Linked DNA regions of Sus scrofa: all the other regions are linked to region 1. Evidence: chromatin contacts called from public Hi-C, HiChIP or PLAC-seq and promoter capture Hi-C data. All regions are on one chromosome and are shown on one strand. Each heading gives the region's core, a stretch centred on a gene start, on an enhancer-like site or on the middle of the called end of the contact. The rest is flanking DNA. Distances are from core to core; before and after follow the strand shown. Region 1 overlaps LOC106507157 (a long non-coding RNA gene). Region 2 overlaps LOC110255810 (a long non-coding RNA gene). Region 3 overlaps LOC110255810 (a long non-coding RNA gene). Region 4 has its middle 370 kb from the start of MIR15A.

Evidence for each region. Promoter capture Hi-C pulls out the DNA fragments that hold promoters and counts their contacts. Hi-C and Micro-C count contacts between places; a contact is called where the count stands out from the background. HiChIP or PLAC-seq counts read pairs in DNA pulled down with a chosen protein or histone mark.
Region 2: a contact with region 1 is called in a Hi-C map of embryonic fibroblasts, with 2.6 times the contacts expected there. The contact joins two enhancer-like sites. A contact is called at or near these places in 1 of 47 Hi-C or Micro-C datasets (embryonic fibroblasts) and 1 of 2 datasets of contacts at active chromatin or transcription factors (skeletal muscle).
Region 3: a contact with region 1 is called in an H3K27ac HiChIP or PLAC-seq map of skeletal muscle, with 4 times the contacts expected there. The contact joins two enhancer-like sites. A contact is called at or near these places in 2 of 2 datasets of contacts at active chromatin or transcription factors (alveolar macrophages and skeletal muscle).
Region 4: a promoter capture Hi-C map of fetal liver shows a contact between it and region 1, with 4 times the contacts expected there. The contact joins two enhancer-like sites. A contact is called at or near these places in 1 of 5 promoter capture datasets (fetal liver) and 1 of 2 datasets of contacts at active chromatin or transcription factors (skeletal muscle).

Annotation. Positions count from the first base shown.
Region 1 is chr11:17,687,676-17,694,589 of Sscrofa11.1, forward strand. It overlaps LOC106507157 (a long non-coding RNA gene), which reads right to left. Exons shown (of 6, transcript XR_002336669.1): 6 at 5,751-6,914. Among named protein-coding and RNA genes, the nearest start is that of MIR15A, 66 kb to the right of the region's middle. Within about 2 kb of position 3,051, at least 81 of the 83 cell types and tissues checked have an H3K27ac peak or open chromatin away from gene starts, as enhancers often do. A contact at or near this core is called in embryonic fibroblasts, fetal liver and skeletal muscle, where this site is marked.
Region 2 is chr11:17,214,527-17,221,440 of Sscrofa11.1, forward strand. All of the region lies in intron 1 of LOC110255810 (a long non-coding RNA gene), which reads right to left. Among named protein-coding and RNA genes, the nearest start is that of DLEU7, 250 kb to the left of the region's middle. Within about 2 kb of position 4,100, at least 18 of the 83 cell types and tissues checked have an H3K27ac peak or open chromatin away from gene starts, as enhancers often do. A contact at or near this core is called in embryonic fibroblasts, where this site is marked.
Region 3 is chr11:17,258,526-17,265,439 of Sscrofa11.1, forward strand. All of the region lies in intron 1 of LOC110255810 (a long non-coding RNA gene), which reads right to left. Among named protein-coding and RNA genes, the nearest start is that of DLEU7, 290 kb to the left of the region's middle. Within about 2 kb of position 3,871, at least 3 of the 83 cell types and tissues checked have an H3K27ac peak or open chromatin away from gene starts, as enhancers often do. A contact at or near this core is called in skeletal muscle, where this site is marked.
Region 4 is chr11:17,383,295-17,390,208 of Sscrofa11.1, forward strand. No RefSeq gene overlaps it. Among named protein-coding and RNA genes, the nearest start is that of MIR15A, 370 kb to the right of the region's middle. Within about 2 kb of position 3,452, at least 2 of the 83 cell types and tissues checked have an H3K27ac peak or open chromatin away from gene starts, as enhancers often do. A contact at or near this core is called in fetal liver and skeletal muscle, where this site is marked.

The DNA of each region.
Region 1 (6,914 bases), core at 1,801-4,300:
AGCAACAATTCCGTGGGCCTCCAGTCCCCAGCGGCCTCTGCGCGCCCTCGCCGCGCTCCGGCTCTCCCCGGCCTCTTCCCCGGCTCAGCAGCCGGGGGCCAACGCTCGCCCCCGCGCCACACTCCTTTGCCTCTGCGTCCCCTCCGCACGGTCCCAATCAGTCTCGAATTTCAACTCCAGACCCAGGCCAAACTTTCCCTTCGGGGCTGATACATTCTCACACGCAGTCGCTTTTCCCAGGGGGAGGAGGAGCGACGGAGCTCCCAGCAGCTCCCGGGGGTCCTGCGGGGATCACCCGCCACCCAGTTTCCACGCAACCCCCGCGTCCACCCTCGCCTACCGACCCCAGACGTTGGCCTCCCACGGCCGCGTTCAGGGAAGCCGCCGCGACTGATGTGCCCCGGGTGCTTTCGTTTTGCTTTCGCTCCCTTCTCTAGCAGCTGGGAAGACTGCGGAAGAACAAAGTGGGGGTGAAAAGCTCGTGTCCTGACAAAGTGGTGGGGACACCGCGGTTCGGCCCAAAGCGGGGCGGGGGGGGGGAGGGGAAGCCTCAAGCTGAGGCCTGGACACCCCTGTCCCTTGCAGGGGCCGGAAAGGCCAGGAGGCCCTGGCTTGTTTTCCTCGTGCAAAGAAACGTGATTTGTAGATATTGATGCAACAAAATTGACGCGGAAACGAATTCGCCTTCTTAGGAGGACTGGGTCTTTCCAACATAGACGACAGGGCAGGGAAGAAAGGCGGGAAGATGGGCGCCGGGGCCTTTCACTAAATTGGAAGGAAACCGAGAGAAAAGGCAAGAGAGCTGGAGAATAAGATCGGGCTCCCAAACTAGGTTCTGAGCCCCATCAGGTGTGAGGAGACTAATGCCCAGTCCCATCTGCTGCTGGTCCACTCAGCTCTGCGCTTTAGAAACCCAGCAACCACTGCTCAGGCTCGCTTACTTCAACTCGCCTCCCCCTTTAGGGCGAGAGAAACGCATGTATCCTAAATGGACGAACCCAAAGCTTAAGGTTTCCCCCTTAAAAAGAGTGGGACGAGAGAAGGGGAGGAGAGAGAGAGAGGGAGAGAGGGAAGGAGGGGGAGGGGGGGAGAGAGAGAGAGAGACAGAGAGAGAGAGAAAGAAAAAGGCCCAAACCTGGAAAGGTTTCTCAGCTAGAGGCGAAAGCGCTCCTCGGTTTGCCCTAGCCCTGTGTCGGGTCCGGAAGCGCGGTTCCCAGCAAGGGCCGGTGCAGGTTCCCTCTCCCCTCCCCCGGCCTGCACTTGAGCTGGGTGCGAAGGAACAGTCTCTCCAAACTCCTTAGAAAATAATATAACCCTTCCAGACTGTTTACCATACTGTCCAGCTGCCCGGAAAGGTCCGACGCGTTTCCTGCACTCGTCCCAACTCAGCCCTGGCTTTCCTCCACCCGTGCTCTGAAGAGCTAAATTATTTTATTCCGATTCTGGAAAGTTAATCTGTGATCTAAATAAATCACTTAGGGAAACGACCGGAAGCTGCGAAGGTAAATTACGCTCAAGCCAGTTACTTGCACTGGGTTTTTTTCTTTTTCTGATAAGGCCTTCTTCTCTTATTTATCTCCTTCCTTGTATACACCAGGCTCAGGAAAAGAGGGTTTAGGCCGGCAAGGGAGCTCAGTTTCATTTCGGGACATATGGCGGGGCCTAGCATTTCGTCATCAGATTTTTAAAGGAAAGTTCAAATGTTTTTGTCACAGATCAAACTTCCAGTAACTCCCTAAAAACTGTATTACCCCCACTGAGGTTCAGGTCTGCAAACTCTTTGGTCCGCAGATGTCCGGGAAGCCGTAAGTGAGCTCGCACTAAGCCCGGCTGCACCTGCGGAGGAGGGAGAGCGTCTACGCGCGTCTCGGAACTGCCGCACTGTACTTCCCGCGCTCCGCCGGCTAGCCGGCGAGCTGCCGCCAGCCACCCCCGCGTCCCTCGATCCCCCGCCCTCAGCCAATCGTGCGGGGGCCGGGAAGGATGGGCATCCCAACGTCTGAGGAAGCGGCCGCTCGAGTGACTAGTCGGGCCCCTGGCTCCCAGGAGAGGCCCGGACGCGCGCACACTCCGGCACCAGGGCGCTGGCGCTCCAGAGGCGGGGAGGAGGGTAGAGGGCGGAAGCGCGGAAGGCTTGCAAGCACACCCAAGAGCTGCAGACCCCGGGGCCCCATTGGGTGACTAGGGCGCGGGTGCCCACGTTGTGCGCGACGCCTGGGCCACGACCGGAGCCCACGAGCTGGGTGCCCAGCCGAGTGAGGCAGCCGCCGCCGCCGCCGCCGCCGCCACGGAGCCTGGCGGGCGGCGCGGAGCCCCGGGGAGCTGGTTTTCCCGGGCGGGCACGTGATGGGGTTGGCAGCGCTCTGGCCGGGACTGGGAGGGGGAAGCGGCGAGCTGGAGGCCGGGGGCGGGCGGGCGGCTGGCGCGCTGTGTACTTAGGTCGTGTGCTGGGGCTTTTCTCTCCCAGGAGCCGGCGGGGGAGGGGAGGAGGAGGGGCCACCGCTCCGCCTTCTCCTTTTCGCAATGTTGACGCAATCTATAAATAGTGGAACAAAAGGACCAACTTCCTCGGAGCTTTGCTGAAACTGCACAAAAAAATCGAGCTGGGGGGTTCCCTGGTCCCTGATGATGGGGCGGGGAGCGCGGCGCCGGGGGAGGGGGCGGGCGCGGCAGCGCGGGCCCCGCCGAGGGGGGACACCTGGCTGAGCCACAGCCGCTGCCGCCGCGCCGCTCCGCGGGAACCAGGGCTCCGTTCCCTGCGCGGGCTCGAGAGCTCGCCCCGACCTGGGGGTCTTCCTTCTCTGCCGTTGACAGGTCAGTCTGCACCGCCCCTTTCAACACTGGGTTTTCTTTTCCCTCCCCCAAGCCTCTACTTTTAGCAGGGAACCGAGGGGGAAAATAGAACGAGGCGCAGCAGTGACAGCCATCCAATCGGGAACCCCAGCAGTGCACGGCGGGGTGGCCGAGGGGGTTCAAGGAGGCATTCTGTGCTTGGCCCCTCGTCGTACAGCCAGCGGCCGCGCGGCGGCCCGAGACGAAGCCAAGCAGGACTTGCGTGCGCCGCCCAGGAGGCAGGGATAGTGGAGGCGGGAGCGCCGCGGAGGCGCGGGCCGCTGGGTAGGGGGGTCGACGGCTGGCTCCCGGTTGCGGATCCCGCCGGGGGGGGGTCAACCCCCAGCGGAGACGTGCCAAGACCAGGAGGCTGCTGAGCGCAACTCGCCCCCTCTGAGCTTGGACCTTGCGTCTCCGCCTCGTCCTGCGCCTGCTATGGGAGGGTTCAGCGGAGAAGCGCTGCCGCCGCACGCCACCGCGCACCCTGGCTCCGGCGTCCACGCATCCAGCGCGCTGGGAATTGGGGATAGGTGAGGACCGAAGGCACGCTCTCTTCCAGGAGCCCGGACCTAAGCCGGAGCGCCAGCCGCGCCGCCGTGGCGGTTACACTGGGCGCGGGGGAGGGGGCGGAGCTGGCGCTGTTGACAGCCGTGCTGGAGCGGGGAGGGCGAAAGTTGGAGAGAAGGGACTGGGGGAGGGAGCGCGCGCGCGGGATTCGGCGGGGAGTCGGGAGGGGGGGTAGCGTCACGTGACAGGCAGACGCCCCCGCTACAGGCCGACAGTAGAGGTGACGTCACCATCCCCTGACTGCAGGGGGTGGCACTTCCGTTCCCTCCCCCATATCTGCTCCCCCAGCCCCCAAACCGGCGGCTGCTGCCATTTCAAACGTGTGGGAGTGGGCGGAGGGGGAGACAGGGGTTTTCCTCAAGGCCTTAGCCCCTAACTGCTTCCCCAGCTGCCCAGAGTCCCGAGCCTATAACCTGAGCAGAACCCAAGGCCGCCCTCTCTGGACGCGCCTCTTTGTGTGAGCGGGCAGCCCTGGGCGGAGGCTGGTACCGGCCCCCTGCGGCTCCCAGCTCCGGAGGGGGCGGGGACAGTCCAGGAGCGGTCAAGGCCAAGTCCCGCTGTCGGAGAACGCCATCCGAGGTCCGACGTCTACGCCTGGCTGGGAAGAGGCGGCCTTGCCCACGTTCTTTGGGTGCTGGGTGGTTGGGGACCTGCTTATCGGCATGGGCCTAGAGTCTAACCTCATGGGTTCTGTAGGATTCTGTCACCATTCTGGAAGACGCGATCCCAGCAGTCGTTATAAGCTATTTGGGGAAACTCCGGGTTTTGGTGACTCAGCGCGGTAAGCGCTATTTATAAGTTGATGTGTTAGCTGCAGGGAAATACTCTTCGTTGTGATCTGTCTACCCAGGGAGGGCAAAGAGCTCGGTTTTGAGGCAACAATTAAGTGACTTTTTGAAAAAGGAAAGGGTTGACTTAAAGAAAGCGTGTGCTGTAGGCAGACTTAGAACACGGTTTATCTCAAAATTGAAACATTTTCCTGGATAGATGGAGAATTTCAAGGACGCCTGATGGTAGACAGTCTTTTTAAGTGGAGAACCAAGGAGAAATAATTCAGGTAAATGACAGAGCAGTCCTAGTAGATCCCAGAATATCATAACTATGTTGTTTATTAATTGCCGGAGTTGTTAAATACATAACACCATGTGGTGGCTGGGCATAAAGGAAAACTGGATGATGTTGAAAATTCGTATAGGATATTCTGTAGCAGGAAGGTGTGTGTTGTCTTTATCATCAAAATTCTGCTGGCGATTATAAATAACATGTTTACCTCCCAAGAAAGTACTATAAAAATGTGTACCACAGCCTGGGGTTCTTCTGTGTATAAGTGCTGTACAAACAATTATCAGTCACTGCTTAACAGGTTTTACTTTACGATTTATTTTCTTTTTTCCTACCCGCCCCCCGCCCCACTCCCACCCTAGTTTGGAAATCCAGGGGGTAGATGCTAAGAGAAAAAGCAAATGCTAGACTGGCTTCAGGGAGGCAAGAGTTCACATCCAGTTTGCTTATCCTGAATAGCTTTCTGTAGGTGCCATGACCTGAGGTGCTTCGTAAAGAAGGCAGATTCCTAGATGGGCAAAAGTTAGGTCAGCTAAGAAAAAAGGAAAGGGCTGAGCAAGCAAAGCAACCTGTAGTGAAGAACTGCTGTGAGGTAAATTTAAGTGGGATGTGAGGAGGATGAAGAGAAGGGAGAGAAAGGAGGCTGGACTGATGGCCAGTCCACATAGGGCTTCGAAGTCCATGCTGGGGAGCTTACATTTTAGCCTGAGACCTACACGGTTTTAGCCTTTAGGGGGACACATATCCGTTTGAGAACCTAGGGAAAGCAATCTAGTCTTTTTTCCAGAAAAAAAAAAAAATGCACCTACAGACCTCTACTACAATTTTGCATACCATTTCAAGCATTTACTCTGAGAAAGAGACTTTTGGTCCTCAGGATTAAAACCTATGGGAAAGGGAAACCTATGAAAGTTGTTTTGTTTTTTTTTTTTAAGGGAATGCATGGTCAGGTATGAAAAGATTATAGGTCTTTGAAAATATTATACCAGTTGGGGTCCTGGAGGCTGTAAGATGGAATGTAAAATAGCCTGTTATCTAAGAATTGATTAGGACCACTTCTGTGTACCTAGTAGCAGTGGGGATAGAAGAAAATGGATTCAAGAAAGGTAATTTAAAAGAGTCAGTGGAATGGGAAAGTGACCGGCTGTGGGGGGGCGGGGGAGGGACCAAGGCGAGGGATCCACCCCTATTCTGGTCTGGGGTGTAGACTGGGAGGAGAAGTGAGTCTCTAGTTCAGGAGGAGGAACTAACTCTGTTTGCTTCCTCGAAAAGAAATGAAAACCTGTGGCTGGTTTGGTCTCTTTATGAGACTATGTAATCTTTCAGTGAAAAAGAAAGCACCTTTCCAAAGACTGTAATTCAGAAGGGGGATGAGGGCAGGAGAGGATTAAATCTTGCTTTCTTCTCTCTTTTCTAAAAACTAGGGATGCCTAAGGAAGAAGAAAAGGAGAGATGGAGAGAATCAGGCTTTCTTTTCCCCCTGCTCAGTCACTAAGCCTTCGAGAAAAAGAACTTTGGCTAGAAAGGGTCCACATGATGGTGTTTTTTGTTCCCGATGGCACTTCAAAACTGCACTTAATCATCCACAATTAGTACTAGGAGGTGCTAAGATTTCAGTCTAGCTAGGGAAACAAGGAGTAGTGGAGGGAAAGGGTTCCTAGTTAACAGCTAACCAGAGCTAGAAATTTAATTGAAGCCAGGACTGATGTACATAACAAACCACCCGAAGAACTTAGTGGTTTAAAATAATAACAGTGTTACTGGTTCATGAAAATGCGCACTGGGTAGGGCTCTGCAGGGACAGCTTGTTTCTAGTCCCCTGGGAGTCAACTAGGGCTGCTCATTGGCTGGAGGCTTGCATCATCTGAAGACCTGTTCACTTACCTAACAATCTGTACTGATGGGTGGCTGGGACTTTAGCTGGGGCTTTCAGCCAGAACACATGCCTCTCCTTGTAGCCTGGGCTTCCTTACAACAGAGCTCTGGGTTCCAAGGGTCCCAAGACTCCCAAGCCTGAGAGCCAGGTAAAGCTGTTATCACGTAGGACCTAATCTTAGAAGTCTGGAACAGCCTATCCATCACATTCTGTTCTTTAGAGGCATATCACTAGTGCCATACAGATTCTAGACAGAGGAGTTAGATTCTGTCTTTTAATGGAAAGAGTGTCACAGAATTTGCAATGTGTTTAAAATCACCACACATGTTAACTTAAGATAAATAGATTATAAACAGTATGTTGTACATGAAAAAATGCTTAAACCTAAAAAAATCTTCTTTTTGATATTAGAATGGAATATAAAACCCCACACATTTTACTGTTCCAGCAAAGCTAATCATGAGCCAGTCTAGGTGGGCGGTCTCATAATCTTCCCTTCTTCTCCCTCAGGACCATTCCCTCCCCTCCAGGTCAGGCCACTCATACACAGACACCTCTCTCTCCCAAGCTAGATGGG
Region 2 (6,914 bases), core at 2,850-5,349, 470 kb before region 1:
CATTATGCATCCATTTTCTACAAGGTATCCTGGGCTCCAAAGATAAACTACACATGCCTTCTGCAGCTGTATGAAAATTTAAAGTTAGGGGTCCCTGAAAGAATTGGGTGGCCCTAATTTCATTCACATTATTGAGTTCTCTCATCTGGTCAGTAGACCCCTCTGATTGTGCACTAGGATTTCCACCCTCAGAAGACTACTCCTTCTAGCACAAGTACTTAAGAAATGGTCGTTAAAGCAGTAAGGGGAAAGCAGAAGAAGAAAGGCTAAGTCAGAGCAATTCTAGAAAAAAAGACACTGGAGTTCCCATCGTGGCTCAGTGGAAACGAATCTGACCAGTATTCATGAGGATACAGATTTGATCCCTGGCCTTGCTAAGTGGGTTGAAGGATCCAGTGTTGCTGTGAGCTGTGGTGTAGGTCATAGATGTGGCTTGGATCTAGCATTGCTGTGCTGTGGTGGAGGCTGGTGGCTACAGCTCCAATTCGACCCTTAGCCTGGGAATCTCCACATGCCGCAGGTATGGCCCCCAGGAGACAGACAGATAGATAGCCTCAAGGAAAGAAAGAAAGAAAGAAAGAAAGGGAAAACAGACATTAACTCTAGTCGTCCCAAAGAGCCCTGCCCTGCTTCCTATGCCAGAGTCAGTCAGCGTTCAAAGGCGCATTCACCTTTGCAGGGGCAGGCTCTGAGCAAGGCTCTGCCAAGGGCATAGCTATGACTCCCCTGATCCCACTGGGGGTCCCACTGCCTAAGTTCAGCTTTTCCCTACGTTCTCCCACACATGGGCTGCCTTATCCCTTCTACAGAGGGGAGTACCCTCAAATATATCTTTGGAGGGGGCAAGGCACCTCTCACTCTCCTGAAACAGAGACAGCGCACATAGGTCAGTCACATAGCTCACTTGTCACTTCTCCCAGCTCTGAAGGCTTTCCAGACCCTTCGGTCTGGCTATTTCCATGGTATTCCAGGCAGATTTGATGACTCCAGTAGCCCTTTGGGGTGCTATCACTTAATTCATGCAGGCTGTCCGCCTGTCCAGCTCTGCCTGCCTTGTGAGTGGAAACTTGGAACGGAACCTATGAGCACATTAGGCACCTTTTGGTCTCCTCCTTACCCAGCACATGCAGGTGCTCAGTAAGTGTCTACTCAATGACTCCTCAAACAAATAATACAGAATATAAATGATCTTTCCAGACACTGTTTTTGTCTAACCAACTGCTCTTCCTTGAGCGACTGGTTTTCAATTTGTTTTTAGTGAACAGAATCCTTACTTCAAACAGTCTCATTTGGGAGACCCAGCTCCTCATTATACAAAATGGTAATAGGGGTGCTCTTCTTGTTCACATAAAAGGGAGAGCGCCCCCTCCCCACCCTCCAGGAGCCCTAACATTACCTACTTGTCCCCGCCAAGCTAAGATTTTTATTCCACTTCCCTCCACATATATATTTTTCACTTCTTTCAAGGCCCAGGACAAATCTTTCTTTCCTCCTGACAATTCTCTCTGATCCTCCCATCCACGGAAGCCTTGCTTGCTCCTGAACTCCTGGATGTCCTGTTGTCTGCTCTGCTCTTTCGGCATATTCTTAGTTGGTACCAAGGAACATGCACAGCCACTGGGGCTTGCTAAAGGCCAAGGGATATGTTTTAAATATATTATCCCATTTAATCTTCAGGGTAATTCTATGAGGTAGATGCTATGATTAGGGCCCAGTTTATTAATGAGGAAACAGAAGCTCAGAGAGGTTTAGCAATCTGCAAAGGTCACACAGTTATTTGCCAACAGCGCTAGCATTTACACCATGAACTACCTGATTCATTGTTTCCTGGGCCATTATTTTCTCTCTCCAAAAAGACTGCAAGCTGAAGTGCAGAAATTGCACCTCTACTTTCTCTTCCTGCCCCTTCCTTAAGACACTGTTTTACCCCAAGGAAGAGTAAAATTAATAGCTTTTCAGAGCTTACTTGGTTCCCCACATTACGATGGATAGTTCCTCACCTCTTCTTCCTTTACCATCTATCTGGGTAGAGGCTGTCAGCTTCAGAATAGGCTATGGTCTCACTTCTTTCTTCCTAAAGGAAAAGTTCTATTTCTGATGCTTGCCAAGACAGATTTTCACTGCTGAAAATATTAGGCACTTCTTCCAAAGGCTGGAAGCTAAGTGAGAGTTTCACAGGAGGAAAAAAACAACAGTGATCTCCTCAAATGGAGTAGGGAGGCTCAAGGCAGGAAATGGAAGGCACTGTCAGAAGAGCTCCAGGGAGAGGGGGGAGTGAGGAGGAAAGAGAGATTATTTAGATTTCACCACTTGGGACTCTATCCTCAATTTAACTTTTGGACTAAATCTTAAAAACAGCCAAGCAGTAAAAGCCCTGCTCTCTGTGAACTCTGGCCCCTCTGCCTGTTCGGATGTCACAGAGAACGGCTACACTTCGTGCACAGCCGCCCTGAGGGGACGCCCAGTGGCCCAGGTGGGGTGATTGATTGGAGGAAGCCCCAGGGGCACGGCCTGCTCGCCACCCGCCACCCTCCCTGCACCTGCGCTGTGAATAAACAGGGGCCTGCCTCCTGCAGGGGCCCCTTCCTGACCGCCCCCAGCCCTTCTTGGGCCTCACCCCTCGGGCCCTCTTACTTGAAAATTAACCACAGGCTTAAAGTGAAAGAGAAGATGATAGCTCCAGGAGCCCAAAGCATATGCAAGCGGAGCTACACAATGAGCAGATAACAAATAGAACCCTAATAAAACAGGCACCTCTGCTAATACGAGGATCTATTTCCTCTTAAATGTCAGTTTTATGTCCTGACTCTAGCATGTGTAACAATACTGCTGACATGTCAGGTGGTTAACCACACTTTGATTTGAATGTTTTGATTTGAATAGTTTAAAGTTAATTCAGTGATTTCAATAGAAGTCTCCTTTGTCATGAAGTATTTACTTCAAATACAAGTCTCCTCTTTGGAAATATTAATACAAGGCCTTTGGTGTCTTGATATATTTGTAAAATACCTGGATAACTAATCAAATTTTCTCTTTAATGACTTTGGCAAAAGGCAAATGAGGACAGGAACATTTCTGAAAACAAAACGCATGCACACATGCACACACACAAACAGAATGTGATTTAAGAAAGGAAAGCAGGGGTCAGATGACAGACATGGTTAGAGGATGTTCACACAGTTGTGCTTTCTCACTGAGAAAAATAAGTATTTGTTTTCAAATGTAAAATATACTTTATTATGCACTGCTCAAAGTTGCTATTGTTATAATAAATGCAAAAAAAATTAAATCAAAACACCCATTTTTTTAAAATGCTGAATTGAAATGTTCAGTGTTTTCTCTCATTTTCCTGATTCTCCTAAGATCTCAGTCACATTGACAGCTGTTCACCTTACACCTTTTTCTCTTTCCCCTTCTAATAAAAAGAAATTAGGGGTAGATTATGAAAAATACAGAATAAAAACACAAAGGTTGAAGGAAACTTGTTTGTGGAGAGAGAGAATCAGTAAATGAGTGAAAATACAAATAAACCCAACAGCATGAACCACTACAAGGGAAGTCAAAAGACAAAAACAATCCATAAAAAAAAAAAAAAAAATTGTGAATTACATCACATAGGGCTCATTTCCTTTATATATAAATAGCTCCAACAAATCAGTAAGAAAAATTCCAGCAATCCAATATAAAAAATGAGCAAAATAGATGGACAATTCACAGAAAAGGAACTAAACAGGGAGCTGTGTGTTACACTGTGGCAGTAACTTTTGTAGTTTGAGGTGCAACAGTAACACTAGCACATTTCCTTTTCCTTCTTCACAATTTCATAGATAGAAGATGTTTTATTAATGTATTTCTAAACAATCTCAGCATAAGATTTTTTCCTTTCCCTAATAAGTCAAGAACTTTCACCTTTTCACTTGGAGGAAGACTTTACAGCTTCTCTTTGGCATATCCAAGTTGCCATTATCACTACTCTTGTGCTTTGAGGCTATTTTTAAGTAAAATAAATGTTACTTGAACACAAGCACTGCAATACCAAGACAGCGGATTTGATAACCTAGACAACAAGTAACAGCAACTGGGTGACTAACAGGGAGACTATGCCGGACAAAGGGATGATTCACATCTCGGCTGGGACAGAAAGGGTAAGAGCAAGATTTCATCACATTACTCAGAACGGTGCACAATTTAAACCTTACAAATTGTTCATTTCTGGAATTTTCCATTTAATATTTTTGGACCACTGCTGACCACAGATAACAAACCACAGAAGGCAAAACCGTGGAGGGGGACTATTGCATGTATTTGCTTACATAAGCCAAAGACAGCTCTGAAAAGGTTACTTTATTCCTGGAGAGAGAAATAAAGGTACTTTAGGAACTTTGGGTGGTTAAGAGACTTCATTGTATACATCTGCATATCTCCCCTTTGCAAATATATTACCAAATTAGAGCAAATAAAAAAAAACTTTTACATTTTAATTGCTAAACATAAGGTACATATGGATTACCAATGGATGCTCAGGCTTTATCCTGTATGGAAGTTTATCACAGTACCATGTATTAAGCACCAGGTACAGGCCAGGCACTAAGCTAGGTGCATTGCCCAGATTATAGCTGCTCACATGAAGTAGGCATGAACATGCACATTTTAGAGAAAAGGAAACAAAGTTTCAGTTAGAACCCCACAACAGTAAGTGGGAGAGCTGGGATTCATACCTGAGGCCACCTGAGCCTGAGTTCTATGGTATAAAAGAACATTGGAAGATGAGAAGTAGTGGTTATCTGTGGAGAACATATGTGGAATTCATGACCAGATAATGATTCTTTTCCTGAACACAATACTTGGGACACTTGAAATCCTGTTCTGCTCTAACTCCTCTGGTGCTAATGATACAGCACCAGTGAAGCCTGTAGATCGAGGAATCTATGCCCTGGTTGTGGTTGGGAGAGGGTAACTTCTTCATCACGGAGAATTGAAGTCCTACAGGGTTCAGTGTGGACATGTCTGTCCACAATGGACAAGCAGTCTGGTCAAAGAATGCACTGTCCTCTTCTCCAGACGGCTCATAAGCACTGGCTGGGGAGGAAAGGGAAGAAGATGCCATGGATGAATGTTCTTGTCCCCTCAAAATTCACATGTTGAAACCCTAATCCCCAGTATGACGGCATTTGGAGGTGTGGTCTTGAGAGGTAATTAGGTTTAGATGAGGTTATGAGGATGGACCCCCTGATGAAATTAGTGCCCTTATAAGAAGAGACATGAGAGAGCTTGCTTCTTCTCTCTGCTCTCCACCATGTGAGGGTACAACAAGAAGATGGCCATCTGCATACCAGGGAGTGGGTCCTCTGGCACCCTGACCTGGGAATGTTTAGCCTTCAGAACTATGAGAAATAATTACTATTTATTTATGCCTGTTATGGCAGCTGGCTCTAGCTTTAGAAAGAATCTAAAAGAAAGAATCTGTATATTTGAAAGTACAGTTTGAAAGTCATCAAAACTGACCAATATCAATTGGATTTATCTGTTTAGACATTATTTCCTTTATTCCCTGATTGAGAGAAGCGAAGTAGATCAGCACAGACATTTTTCTCAGGATCAAGTACTTATGGACCAATTGATGTGGGGAGAAAAAAACCTGATGGAATAAGTGCCAGCTCCAAAACATGCAGGGTCTTTCCCTTCCCAGAACTTCAACAGGCTGCACATCTCCCAGGCTCATGTCCCCACTTACCAGGAATAGGAACAAGATGGAAGTCTTTGAAAATCAAGCTGACCATTATCCAATGACATTAGAAAAACTAAGGAAGTAGTGAGTTCTAACAACTGACACAGATTTTGATGCTGGACTTCTCAGGTGACCAGCCATCTCTGTTCTGGGGCAGGTCCAGTTTTAGCACTGAAGGTTCCACGTTCTAGGAGATCCATCAATACCAGACAAATCGGGATGACTGGTCTCCCTGCCTAGGTTTCAATCTCAGCTCCATCAAGTCTCAGCTCTGTGACCTTGAGCTACACTGTATCTTGGTTTCTCCATGCTTAAGATAGGGAGAATAACAGTCCCTGCCCTACAGTGTTGTTATGACTATTAAATGAATATTTGTAACGTGCTTAGAACAGTGCTTGGTAAGAGCTGGATAAGTGTTTGTTACGTAAGATAAAGCGTGTTAAATTTTGTTGAGCCATATTGTCATTGTTCACAACCCCTGCGTGCAGCAGGTCTCACTGTGTTAGTGGAAAGGAAGCAAGAGGATGGAAGTAACTTACACCAAGTCAGTTACTAGGTGTGTCAATATGTTACAAAACCAGGGCAAAGAGGCCAGCAACCTGTTTGTTGCAGCTCAGCCCACCCTTCTCATCCCTTCTGTTCATACATTTTGCTCTGACTGACTGCACACAGGAGACTCATAATAAATATTTATTATATGAATGAATAACTTTTTTCTCAGACAGGCCTATCCAGAGTTTTTGGAAGGAGTTTGTGTTTTCACTTTCTTTTGCTTATTTGCAAAGGAATGGAGATAATGCTAAGATTGCTAGCATACTGTTTACCTATGATGAGCTTTCCTGACACTGTAAAAGGAAGAAATTACTGAGAAGAGATAAAGGTCCTCTTATTTGGCAGTTATTTAGGGTCCTGAATCTGTGGGTAGCCTGAACAAAAAAATGTATACATAAGAGGCGAATCAGTCAGTGCTCTGGATGCCTGAATACTCAAAAGCCTGCAGCACAGCCTGGAACGCTGCTTCTGCAGAGAAGTTTGCACAGTCATGCACGTATACATTCTGTCACTTCCCTGCCTATGTCTGCAAACCTGCCTGCAATCTACGGACCCACCAGACACATGGGCTCGCCTGCCTGTTGGGTTCCACTCCAGCTGAGTCTCTAGTCAATGGCACGGTCAGTGGCTGAAC
Region 3 (6,914 bases), core at 2,621-5,120, 430 kb before region 1:
ACCTAAATGCTCTTAGACTATTCCTGGAATTATTCCCCCTTTGTACAAGACAGGGTCAGTTAAAAGTAGCTACAAATATGTTATTAAATGGTGTGATAAGTTATCCTACTTTGACGACATGGAAAGCCTAGTTAATAAGTTATGTTTTCATAATTAAAATAATTTTTAAAAAGAGTGTTAATGGTTTTGAAAATGTACCATGTAAAAAATAGACAGGCCTTTTCACTTTTGATTACCAAATTCGAGACCCTGTGAAATGCAACCTAATATGACCCCTATTTAAAATGTCCACATTTATTGTGTAGTTTATCCTGGGAAAAAGGCCTAATCCAGAGACATTTTGAGCTCATCAAATATGTAAATTGTTTTTCAAACACTTTGGGGGTTACCACAAAACCTAAATTGTTTTTAGCCAACCAAGCACTTTCTCCCTCTAGTTTCAAAAGACAGTTGTATTTTTTTTTTCAAGAAAATCTGATTCAGATGTTACTGATTCACTTGCACTTAAATAATTAAAATGTTATTTTGCAAGAACTGATTGATGTGCAAGAAAGTGCTTGAGCCTCTTGTCCAAGCCTATTTAAGTCTGTTTTCTGAAAAACAGGAAACCTTGCTTTGCCAAGAGTAAACCAACTTCAGGGGCACATTTGGGTTGAAAATCTGATTTCAATGCAAATCCAAAGCCATCATTTGGGGATGGGTGAATCATGCTGAGGCATTTCTTCTATGCTTTCCATCTGAAGAAGCTTTGCTACAAACATGATTCTGAGCCCAGGTAAATTTCCACCTCAAGATGCTGAGAGCAGAGAGGCCAAGACCTAGAGGGCTTTATCGAGAACACAACTAGGAGTTCTGAGGTTTGTAACATTTTCTTTTTTTTTTTTTTTTTTTTCCGCACCCATGGCATAAAAGAAGATCCCAGGCTTCCATATGCCACGTCAAATCAGATCTTCTGCCAGCCTATGCCACAGCCACAGCAATGCCAGTTCTGAGTCCAACACCACGGCTTATGGCAACACTGGATCCTTAACACACTGATCAAGGCCAGAGATCAAACCCACATCCTCATGGATACTAGTCAGGTTCTTAACTGACTGAGCCAAAATGGGAATGCCCCAATGCTGGATTCTTAACTTCTAGAGCACTAGGGAACTCCCGTAATATTTCTTATAGCCTTCCTACACTGTTGGTGGGAATGTCAATTGGTACAACTTATGGAAAACAGTATGGAGGTTCCTCAAAAAAACTAAAACTAGAACTCCCATATGATCCAGCAATCCCACTCCTGGGCATCTACTCAGCGAAAGCCATAATTCAAAAAGATACATGCACCCCAATGTTCACTGCAGCACTATTTACAACAGCTAAGACATGGAAGGAACCTAAATGTTCATCAACCAAGGAATGGATAAAAAGATGTGGTGCATACAGACAGTGGGATACTACTGAGCCTTTAAAAGCCTGAAATAATGCCACTTGCAGCAACATGGATGGACCTAGAAATTATCACACTAAGCGAAGTAAGTGAGAGGGCAAAAGACAAACAGCGTGTGATATCACATACGTGGAATCTGAAAAAGTATGTAAATGAACTTATTTGCAGAACAGAAACAGACTCACAGAGTTTGACAACAAACTTGTGGTTACCAAAGGGACAAGTAGGAAGGAGAAATGGACTTGAGGTTTGGGACTGGCATATGCACACTGTGGTATATGGAATGACCGGCCAATGGGGACCTGCTATATATATATAGCACAAAGAACTCTGCCCAATGTTCTGTGGTAATCTGCGTGGGAAAAGAATCTGAAAAAGAATGGATGTGTGTATGTGTATAACTAAATCACTTTGGTGTACAACAGAAATTATCACAACATTGTAAACTAACTATACTTCAATAAAACCTTAAAAAATGAAAAAAAAATCTTGCTCTAATTGATTTCTGAGCATCAGTAAGATAGGTTTTCAAGCTTAAATGTATTGAACCATGAACGTGACTGTGCATATTCCCAGGAGTCTACAGTTCTCTACCAAGATGTACTTTATTTTAGTGGGGAGGGATGGGAGGAGGGGGTTACTTCTATCAAAATCTGGAAATTAATATAAAGTTATTCTGGGTTATCTAGATGACAATCTTGGAGCAAATACCTGTTGTACAAACACAGTTTTGTTTGAGATCACTGTCTGACTGTATGAATTAGTTCTACTTCAACCACCCCCTGCTCATGAGTAAAGCACTGTCTGCCTCCTGGTCTGCAAGCCACCTTCCAGTCTGACACCACCATTGCAAGGATTCATGGGAAGAGCACACATGATGAGAACCTGGCACACTGGAAGCTCTCCATAAATAGTGGGTAATATTACTTTGCAGACTTTCATGTAACATGTGAACACTCAACAGAGTAAAGTTGCTTCCACTTCTTAAAGTAAACCAATTAAAAATAGTCTGTATCAAGTTATTGCATCTAAGTGCAACATAATAAGCCCAGATCATATCTGTTTCCTGAGCTGCATTAGCAGGTAGTAAGAATGCCTCCCCTTGACCTTTTGGCTATGGAATTCAGAAGGTATCCTGTGGCCCTTAGCAAATTCTCACCTCTATCCAGACTTACAGCTGGTTTAAGGGAAATCCAAGCCTACAGCTGCTGGCAATGAATATTCCTGGTGTTGATGTGAAAGACGTGTCACACACCTGTGCCATAATCCAGACTACTTCATGTTAGCAAGAGCTCTTCTTAAAAAATCCTGAGGTTGACAATGTCAGTTTCCCTGTCGTCAAGGAAAAAAAAAAATCCTCCATTCCTGCAAAGTTTTTTTTCTGACTGCTAACTGAATACCTCAGCCTCGATGGAATCTGGGGGTTTGTAATTAGTACACTAAGAGAGTACCATTGACAGAGGGCAATGGGACACAGACAATAACAAGCCATTAGAATTCCATCCGTTAATGTAATTGAAAAAACACATATTGAGCACCTACTGTGTGTTCACTGTGCTCAATGCCATTGGAGACAGAAAATAATAAGACCCAATTCAGTTCCTGTCTTCAAAATGAATGGGCTTGAGGAAAGAACGGATTAGATAGAAATACGAATAATAAAGAATGTAAGGATATATAGGTAAAAGACATGCGAAACATTAAAATGGTTCAAGGTAGCATAAAAGACAAGGGAGGCATATGGAGGAGATGACATTTAAAATGTATATAGAAATGATAAGACAATGTGTCTGTTCCTTACACCAGTTTACTTGTTAAGGGTTCAGGCAGTATTTTTGTCTCCTAATCTCTCAGTGCCTGGAGCATAACAAACACTGATTAATGCTGAATTAAGTAATGCAGTAATTAATAGAGTGGTTAAACTTAATTTATACTTGGAAGATGACAATAAAGGTTGAATCACTGAATGAGTCAATGAGTACAATGTTTCAAATTAACTAATCTGGGAGGGAGATAACGCCACCTACCCGCCTCATTTACTTGGTAGGATAACTGAAATCCAGAGAGGTGAATGATAACTAGCTCAGGGGGCTAGACAACAGCAGAACGAGGACTGGAACCTACGTCTTTTGATTGTCAGTGATCTTTCTATCCATTCCAAGAGCTATCACTTTTTATTATTTGAATTCAAATGCATTTTCTTCTAAGTAATCTCTAATGCAAATTTTTATGGTTCTTTCTGGCAAAACAGAGATTAAATGTGTCAGTCGCTTTATGCTCACAGCTGAAGCCAGGCTGATTTCTCCACATCACTGTAGAAATAGCAGCCACTCTTTACAGAAACCCAAATCCAGACCAGTTGTGGGTCCTGCTGGACCAGGCATGACTGGGAGAGGCTGGCATTCAGTTTCAGGGCATGGAGGGCACTCCCTCCCCTGTCACAGCAACAAGAGAACAGGATGGGGTAGTGGGGGAGCAGGGATGAAGCTTGGGGTCACTGAAAGGATTGTTTTGTTTTATTACATTTGTTTCATTTTTTACAAGTGATATCCTCATTTCAAAACAAAAGAATAAGACTTCTGGTAGATTTCCTCAAAGGCAACTAAGGAGAGATTTGCCAAAGCCATTGCTACAGGGGTTAGTTTAGGTAAACAAGGGCACTGGGAAGCCGTGAAATCTAAACTTTTCCCTCTGGCCCATGCCAGTGCTTTAGCTGCCAAAAAGTAGACGTGCTTTCTGCTTCCAAAAATAAAAAGTGATTATACTCTTGCTACCCAAGTCTACCCTTGGCCACTCCACGGACCATCTTAAAGAGGCGATGAGGGATGCACTTTGTGGTGTTGTTTTTGGAAAGCTCTTGTTCAAAACACTCTTGAGGGTGTACTGTCCTGGGGGTGCTGGTCCCTGTGGGCAGGCAGTGGCCACCTACTGGAGCCCCTGGAAATGGCTTTCTTGCCAGGGACACATGGCTTCCATTAGTCAAGAGCTCACTGGTTTTCTGACCCAGTGTTCTCTCTCATTGTTTTTTATATCTGATGTTTCTCGAGGCTGGACATGAAGGTAAGAAAGGAAAACATGGAAAACCGGGTAACTATTTTTCAACTTACCATGTGTATTTTCCTTTGTAAATTTGTCTATTCATGGCTTTATTTTTCTACCAGTCTATACTTTTTTTTAATTGATTCATAAAAGTTCTTTACGTCTTTGAGGATATTAATTCTTCATCTCTTACATATGCTAGAAATATTTTCCCAGCTTATAACTTGAAACTTCTGTTATAATTTATATAAAGTGCACATATTTTAAGCATATAAAAATTGGGTAAATAGTAAGGTGAAAGACATCTTAGTTTACTATCATAAAGCACTTAGAAAGTTCATCTTTCTGTGGTATATATACACAATGGAATACTACTCAGCCATAAAAAAGAATGACATAATGCCATTTGCAGCAACATGGATGGAATTAGAGACTCTCATACTGAGTGAAATGAGCCAGAAAGACAAAGACAAATACCATATGATATCACCTATAACTGGAATCTAATATCCAGCACAAATGAACATCTCCTCAGAAAAGAAAATCATGGACTTGGAGAAGAGACTTGTGGCTGCCTGATGGGAGGGGGAGGGAGTGGGAGGGATCGGGAGCTTGGGCTTATCAGACACAACTTAGAATAGATTTACAAGGAGATTCTGCTGAATAGCATTGAGAACCTTGTCTAGATACTCATGTTGCAACAGAAGAAAGAGTGGGGGAAAAAATGTAATTGTAATGTATACATGTAAGGATAACCTGACCCCCTTGCTGTACAGTGGGAAAATAAAAAATATTATTAAAAAAAAAAGAAAGTTCATCTTTCTTCTGAAATTATAGTAAATCTAGGCAGATTTGAAATCCCATTTCAGGCCACTCTTCACTCCTCATGGAAGTCTACAACCTCCCTTCTACTCAGGGTGACCAGCTTGTCCCAGTTTCCCTGAGACTCTACTGGTTTCAGAACTGGAAGTCCTTCAAGGGCGCACATATTAGTAACATCCTCATACTAGTAATGAATGTATAAAGAACAGCATGTGAGAAAGGAGAATATCAGGTCACCCTCACACCTCAGGGCTCATTCAGATTCTCTAGGGAGGGAAGAATACCTTCTTCAAGGCTGTGGAAATTCAAGGAGTATAATAATGGGAGGTCCTAATTCATACTCAATGATCAAAGATTTGAGAATCTTGCACTTGATATGACTTGAGCAATAAATTCTTAAATACTTGATTCTTTCTGATCTCTCTTCATCATGCCTTTTTACATTTCCAAAGTTAATCATGTTCTAGACTAAGAATATCATTGAAATGCTACCTAGGCCAGCACCCATTATCTTGTGAAAAATCATTTTCACTTGGAATGAATGAAGTATGTTTTCTGCAGGACTTTATCTGTGGGTTTATAACTGTATTCCGTGTGGCCCAGTACAAGAAATGTAAAACATTCAATAAATACCTGTTGAAGGAATGAATGAATGAGTAAATTAATGTACCAGCAAAACACATTTGATATACATGAGCACATATTTATGAAAAGTCATGAGAAAAAAAACTGCACATGGCATCATTTGCAATATGGAATCTACTTCTTTAATTAAAACACATTTTGAAGAGAATATGTTATATCTGCTGGGAGCATATATTAGAGTCCCCCAAATCATAAAAGCTGAGTTCAAAATATAAATTAAATATAACTCCTTATCATTATAGACAAAAATACAAGCTGCATATTTAAAAATTACCTGTCTTTCTAAAACATCAGGACCATCTTTATTGTTTTGATTCCTATAAAAGAAAACTCCTGCTGGGAGTTTCCTTTGTGGTGCATCGTAAATGAATCCAACTGGTATCCATGAGGTGCAGGTTCGATCCCAGGCCTCACTCAGTGGGTCAGGGACCTGGCATTGCTGTGAGCTGTGGTGTAGGTCGCAGACATGGCTCAGATCCCGTGTGGCTGTGGCTGTGGCGTAGGCCAGAAGCTACAGTTCCAATTCGACCCCTAGCAATGGGAACCTCCATATGCTGCAGGTGTGGCCCTAAAAAAACAAAAAAAAAAAGGGAACAAACCCTTGTTTATTGTGATAGTTCAAATAGCACTTTAAGAAAAAAATAGAAAATGTGGTTTCCCCTTGATAACCATAAATCTGATTTCAAAATCTGTGAGTTTGCTTCTGTTTTAACTGCTGCAAATGACATTATTTCATGCTTTTTTTATACCTGAGTAATATTACAATATCATCTGCAGCCACATGGATGGACCTAGAGAATATCATAATAAATTCAGATAAAGACAAATATCACAGGATATCAGTTATGGAATGGAATATAATAAAAATGAAGCAATTTAACTTGTTTATAAAACAGAAGCAAATTCACATATTTTGAAATCAAATTTATGGTCGTCAAAGGGGAAACTGTTGGGGTAACTGGATTAACACATT
Region 4 (6,914 bases), core at 2,202-4,701, 300 kb before region 1:
TTTAGGGGATGGAAATGAAGACAGTTGTTTCTTAGTTGTCCAGAACGTGGGCTGATGAGCTGATAAAAAAAGAAATGCAGTAGCTGAAGTAGCCAAGAGTATATGAAATGAGACTGGCCCAGTCCAAAAAAAGGCTTGTTAAAAAAAGAAAAGAAAGTAAAAACAGATCAGATTGGGAAAACTGGGACAAGCTGCTCTTTAAAAGGGAGGAGCAAAGTGTCATCTTTCTTTTTAAAATTGGATGGCATATTCATTTTTCAGACTTTTATAGTTTTACTTCAATTTTAAGGAAAAAGTAAAAACATTAAAATACTGAATGGACACAGCAGAGCTTCCCATTAAAATAAATACACTTTGTTTTATTGTTTGGAAAACTCTAACAAGCTCCAGACTACTAACTGAATTGTGTCATTTTTGGAAAGAAGAAATGTCCAGCATATTTCCATAAGCTGGGTTAAATTTGTATCTACTTAATTAATCTCAGAATTTACACAATTAAAAGAAAATATGCTAAAATACTAAGAAAAACTGCACATCTTAGACCTCCTGTTTGGGGTGTTCATACTGAAATTTTCCTCCTTTTTGTCTGAAATGTGAGGCTATTAGCCACATTAACCTAGATGGGACTGTTGCCTCAGTCTGCGTGGACATCATGTGCTACTTGGCTGTGAATATCAGCAGAGTTGGTTTGGAGCTGAGAAAACTGATATCTTATGGGTACCAGCATCCATGCATTGCTCAGGATTAAACTTATTTGTCCTTGATGGTTTTTTTCTCACACTCTAAATGGAAAATCCTGTTAGCTCTACTTCCAAAATATAACTCAAATACAACCTCTTCTCTTCACTTCCACCACTTCCACTCTACTTCAAGCCACTAGCATCTTTCACTCAGACTGCTGAATAAACCTCTTCCTGCTTCCAAAATATTCTGCACAAAGTGACCAAAGTGATACTTTTAAACTCTTAAGTCAGATACCATCGTGACACTGTGCAAACCTTTCAGCGGCTATGCATTTCACTTCAAAGTCCAAAGTCATTATGACAGCCTGCAAGGCCCTACTACATCTGAGCCTTGCTCATCTCCCAGACCCCAATTCTTAACCTCTCAAGTCTTCTGTATCTATGACAGCAAAATGCTACCTGGCAATCACAGTGTCCTTCCTTGCTCCATTCCATCCCCTTCTCTGCTAGACGATCACAACATACCCTCTCTCTTCAGTGCCCCCAAAGTCCTTTCCCATTCCCACTCCCAGATGATAACTCTGCTCCACACTGTACCAACAAAAGCGTAGCAATTAAAAGCCAGTTCTACATACTCCCACCTCTCCAGTTACCTACCTATGGCAGGCATGCCCCTTATTCTGGCTTCCCTATGGATGCACTGGCCATGCTTCTATCACAGGCCAACCTCTCTACTCATGCTGAATTCCCTCCCTCTCACTTGCATCAATTCTCTAACCTCACACTTACATCGCCCATTTCTCCTTCTTGGATTATTTTCATCAGCATACCAACATGCTGTCACTTCCCTTTTCTTAAAAACGAAAAAAAAAAAAAAAAAAAAAAAAAAAAACCTCTGCTTCCCACACCTACCACCCCACTGCAGTACATCTATACATTCTTCCCTCCCCTTCCCTCTTGATCCCACTACAACTACTTAGTGCAAATATTAACTCAATGGTCGGTTCTCATATTGTATCTTACATAACCCAGCAGCATCTTTGGGCACAGTTCATCAGTCCCTCCTTGATGCACTTTCTCCACTTGGCCTCCAGAGAGCCACACAATCCAGATTCTGCTCCTGGCCAGTGCTCCCTCCTCCCAACCACACCCCTAAACTTGCCTTCTCTGACCTTTTATCATGTTCTCCTCATTCACTCTCACCAGCAACACAAGTTGGCTTCTTTGCTGCTCCTTAAACATACTGGTTTAGCTTTTCTCTCTACCTGGAATGCTCCTCTTTCCGCTCCTTCAAGATTTTGTTCAAATATCACATAATTAATGTTTCCTTCACTGAGCACCCTATTTAAAATTGCAATATCCATCACCCTTGAACTTCCTATAACCATTTATTTTTCTCCATAGTACATACCAACCTATACCACAGAATTGTCTCATTCAGTTTAAGTCTTCCCTTTGGCCTGAATATGGTCACCTTATCATCCCAATGTCATTTGGATAGATCGCTTTGATTCCAGACACTGGCACACAGTAAGCATTTAGCGAATCTTTGACAAATTAATGAAGCTACAAGACTTGACTCCCAATATATGAGTTAAGACAGCTAACATATCACAACTGAAGACCATATATTAAAAAACTGAGACATACTTAAGACCCCAAATTCATAAGCAGCATATTCAATAATAAAATAAGCACATTAAGATCCCAATAGATTATTCAGAACTGACCAACATGCAGAACAATTTCCACGGCTGTATTGGGAAACACTTACCATTCTTAAAAAGGGATGCCACTCAAAAAATTAAGTGATTAGTGTCTAGGTAACTAAATGGGTAGAGAGAGTTACCCTTATAAATAGGATCAGATAAGTCACTGGTCCTCAAATGCTGTCATCCCCACAAGCAGTTTGCTCTTAAATTATTTAGATGTGGTCATTTTACAGAAACCCAACTCAGAAATAACTGTGTGTAAAACAACACAAGCAGCAGGGCCATTTCATGCAAAACTAATGACTTCAGGACATACAAGGCATGCCTCCTCTGTGTAAATCCACCTCAGAGCAGGGGTCAAAACCATTAAACTAATGTTAAATTGGAATCCCTGGGCCTAGAGAACCCCATGACTCCAGAGGATTGGGATTTGTAGGAAAAATACTAAACACGGAGACATGTATAAACACTCTACAACGTTCTTTATACAAATGACTTTTTGTCTGAAATCAAAACTCCAGAAAACAGAACTTGAGGTTCTTACTTTTAAATGGAAAAAAATTTCAGAAAGATATTTAAGAGTTACTTTTTATAAATACTCTCACGATGAAGTATGAAGATATCACTGCTTGACTTTTAATAAGTGTTCTATTTAAAATGACCATATTAAAGAGACCTGGTCCCTCTGAAACATTTTCTTAAAAATTCATATTTAGCAACTTCTGGGAACTTTGGAGTCAGGATGATGAGTAATCTTTTTTTCCTTCCACAAAGAAATGTCCTGTTGAGGGCTGAGTAAGAGGTGAGTGACCTGGCTATATGATGTCAACACACTGCCACAGAAGAGGGGAAAGAGAGCCATGTTGATGGAACTTTAAGTTCAAATTTAAATATACGGGAAACTTGTAAATGAGGAAACTTATGCTACAGAAAAACTACCTAGCTCTTTACCAAAACGTTTCTGTTCTCATTTGGAACACTACTATATTTCCAGCCACCCTTGCAGATAAGTGCAACTGAGCCCTACCCACTTGAATGTGAGCAGAGATACTGCATGCCACCCCTAGACTTTGGCAGATAAAAATATCTCCTCAAGCAAAGCCAGCTTGATGTGGATGGGTGGGGCAACCTGAGAAAACATACGTCAAAGGTGACAGAGCCACAGATGGAAAGAGCCCTGGATCACTATTTAGAATAAAGTTGTCTTTTGAAAGGGAACCAAATTTAGTTATCATGAGGATGATAAAATAAACCTGTACTAAGATTTTTTGTTACAGTAGCTCACATTACCTTAACAGACATCCTATCTTAACTCAGAATGTTAAAACTTAATGAGTAATTAAGTTACTAATATTAATCAATTTAAGGTAAGCAACTGTACACCTAACTCTAACATCCATTGCCTCCTGTACTTAAATCCAACAGGGGGGCAAAAGTAGTAAATGGTCTAATACCAGGGCCTGCTTTTCAATATCTAAAGCTTTCAATGGGCTAAACACTTTAGACCTTTATAAATAAGATAAAAACAAAGATTTTGGTTGCTGTTACTACTGTTGAATAAAAAGATTTCTAGTCTTTTGTACTCTAATATAATTTCCCCCTACTTCAACCCTGGAGAAGGGCAAAAGCATCAGAGTGAGCAGGAGAAAGAAGAGAAGTAAAAGAACTACAAAAAAAAACAGAAAAAGGCCCTTGAGCCAGGTCTCTGTGCAAGGAGAGAGGAAAAGCCACAGCAGAAACGCCATAGTCTTTTCAACAAATGGTGCTGTAAGAACTGGATATCCACATGCAAGAACAAAACAAAAAAACCTTATACCTCAGACCGCATACAAAAAAAAAACAAACAAAAACAAAAAACAAACAAACAAAAAAAACCCTCAAAATAGATCACAGTCCTAGATGAAAAGCCTAAAATAAAAACATCTAGATGAAAATGGGAAAAAGTATTTGATCTTACATAAGCATAGATTTCTCAGATAAAACACCAAAAGAATGTTTCAAATGAAACAAAACTTATAAATTGGACTTCATCAAAATTTAAAACCTCTTGCTTTTGAAAGACATTGTTAAGAGAATGGAAGACAAGCATTAGGAAATTTCAGAGCCCTGCTATAAAGAGAAAATACTGAATATTAACTATGTTAATATTAATAATATTAAATATTATTTACTTCTCAATAGCTTAAAATAAGATCCAATGGAAGCCAGAGGCCAATGAAAGGATATCTTTGATGAGCTAAAGGAAATTAGCTACCCCAAACCCTAAATCTAGGAAAAATATCCTTCAAAAGTGATCATGAAATAGTCATTATCAAGTTAAAAAAAAAAAAGCCAAGAAAGTTTGGCATTACCTGATCTTTACTGAAGCACTAAAGAAAATTCTAAAAGATGATTTCTCAAACAGTACGAAAGCAATCCTAAGATGAAAGAAAGAAGAAAAGAAATTAATATGTGGGTAATTCTAAACAACCACTGAGTGTAGTATAACCTGACTGACTAGTAACAGTAGCAGCAGCAGCAGCAGCAGTAGTAGTGATGACAACAACAATAAAAATAATATCCTGTGAGTTTTTTCTAAAGCAAGATATGATACAAAGTAAAACAATAACATATAAGTTGAGAGAGGGTAAATGGAATTAAAATATTCTAAGGTATTTGTGTTTCTTTGCAGGAGGGTAAAGGTATTGATTAACTTTAAACCAAGTTAAATATGTATGTGGTAATTTCTGGGTAATTACTAGAATAACAGGAAGAGAGTATTTAACTTGCAAACAAGTAGAAGAAAAATAGAATTATAAAAAATAATATATAAAAAGTAGCCATATGGGCAAAGGGGGAACAAACAGCACCAGATATGATGGTAAGATGTAAATCTAACTATAGAAATAATTACATTAAATTTAAATTGACTAGATGCTTTATTTAAGAGGAAAACTTTATCAAACTGGATGAAAAAGATTTAAGTAAATGACATTTTCAAGAAACATCTAAAATATAAGAGACAGAAAGGCAGAGAGTGAAAGAATAAAAAAATGAATACACTATAAATACTAACAAAAAGAAAGCAAGAGTTTTATATTTAAAAGACTATTCTTAGTTTTTGAGAAACCTCCATACTGTTTTCTACAATGGCTGTACTAGCTTATACTCCTACCAACAGTACACAAATCCTTCCTTTTCTCCACATACTCACCAACATTTGCTATTTGTGTTCTTTTTTGTTTTATGAGTTATATTCACTGTTTATATATGGCAGATATTAATCCCTCACTGGTCCTATCATTTGCAAATATTATCTCCCATTCAGTAGGCTGTTCATTTTGTTGATTTCCTTTGCTATGAAAAAGCCTTTAAGTTTAACAAGGTCCCACTTGTTTATTTCTTATTTCCCCTACTCTAGGAGATGGATTCAAAAAAGCACTGCTGCAATTTATGTCAAGAAGTGTTCTGCCTATATTTTCCTCTAGAATTTTTATAATATCCAGTCTTACTTTTAGGTCTTTAATCTACTTTGAGTTTATTTATTTTACTTATTTTTTTTTTTTTGTCTTTTGTCTTTTTGTTGTTGTTGTTGTTGCTATTTCTCGGGCCGCTCCCGCGGCATATGGAGGTTCCCAGGCTAGGGGTTGAATTGGAGCTGTAGCCACCGGCCTACGCCAGAGCCACAGCAACGCGGGATCCGAGCCGTGTCTGCAACCTACACCACAGCTCACGGCAACGCCGGATTATTAACCCACTGAGCAAGGGGCAGGGACCGAACCCGCAACCTCATGGTTCCTAGTCGGATTCGTTAACCACTGCGCCACGACGGGAAATCCAACTTTGAGTTTATTTTTGCATATGGTGTTAGAGAATGTTCTAATTTCATTCTTTATATGTAGTTGTCCAATTTTCCCAGTACCACTTATCAAAGAGACTGTCTTTTCTCCATTGGATATTCTTGCTTTATCTGTCATAGATTAGTTGACCATAAGTATGTGGGTTTATTTCTGAGCTCTCTATCCTATTCCACTGATCTATGTCTCTGCTTTTGTGCCAGTCCCATATTGTTTCTGATGACCATAGCTTTGTAGTATAGTCTGAAGTCAGGGAGCACTATTCATCCAGCTCTGTTCTCCTTTCTCAAAATTATTGTGGCTATTTGGGGTCTTTTGTGTTTCCATACAAATTTTAAAACTAGTTGTTCTAGTTCTGTGAAATCTATTATATGACCCAGCAATTCCACTCCTGGGTATATATCCAAACAAAACAAAAACACTAATTCAAAAAGATACATGTACCCCCAATGTTCATAGCAGTATCACTTACAATTGCCAAGACATGTAAGCAACTGAAAAGTCCATCAGCAGATGAGTGTATAAAGAAAATATGATATACATACACAATGGAATACTACTTGGCCATTAAAAAGAAAGAAATTTTGCCATTTGCAGCAACAGGAATTAGCTTGGAGAGCACCATGCTAAGGGTATATGTCAGACAGAGAAAGACAAATACTGTATGTTATCACTTATATGTG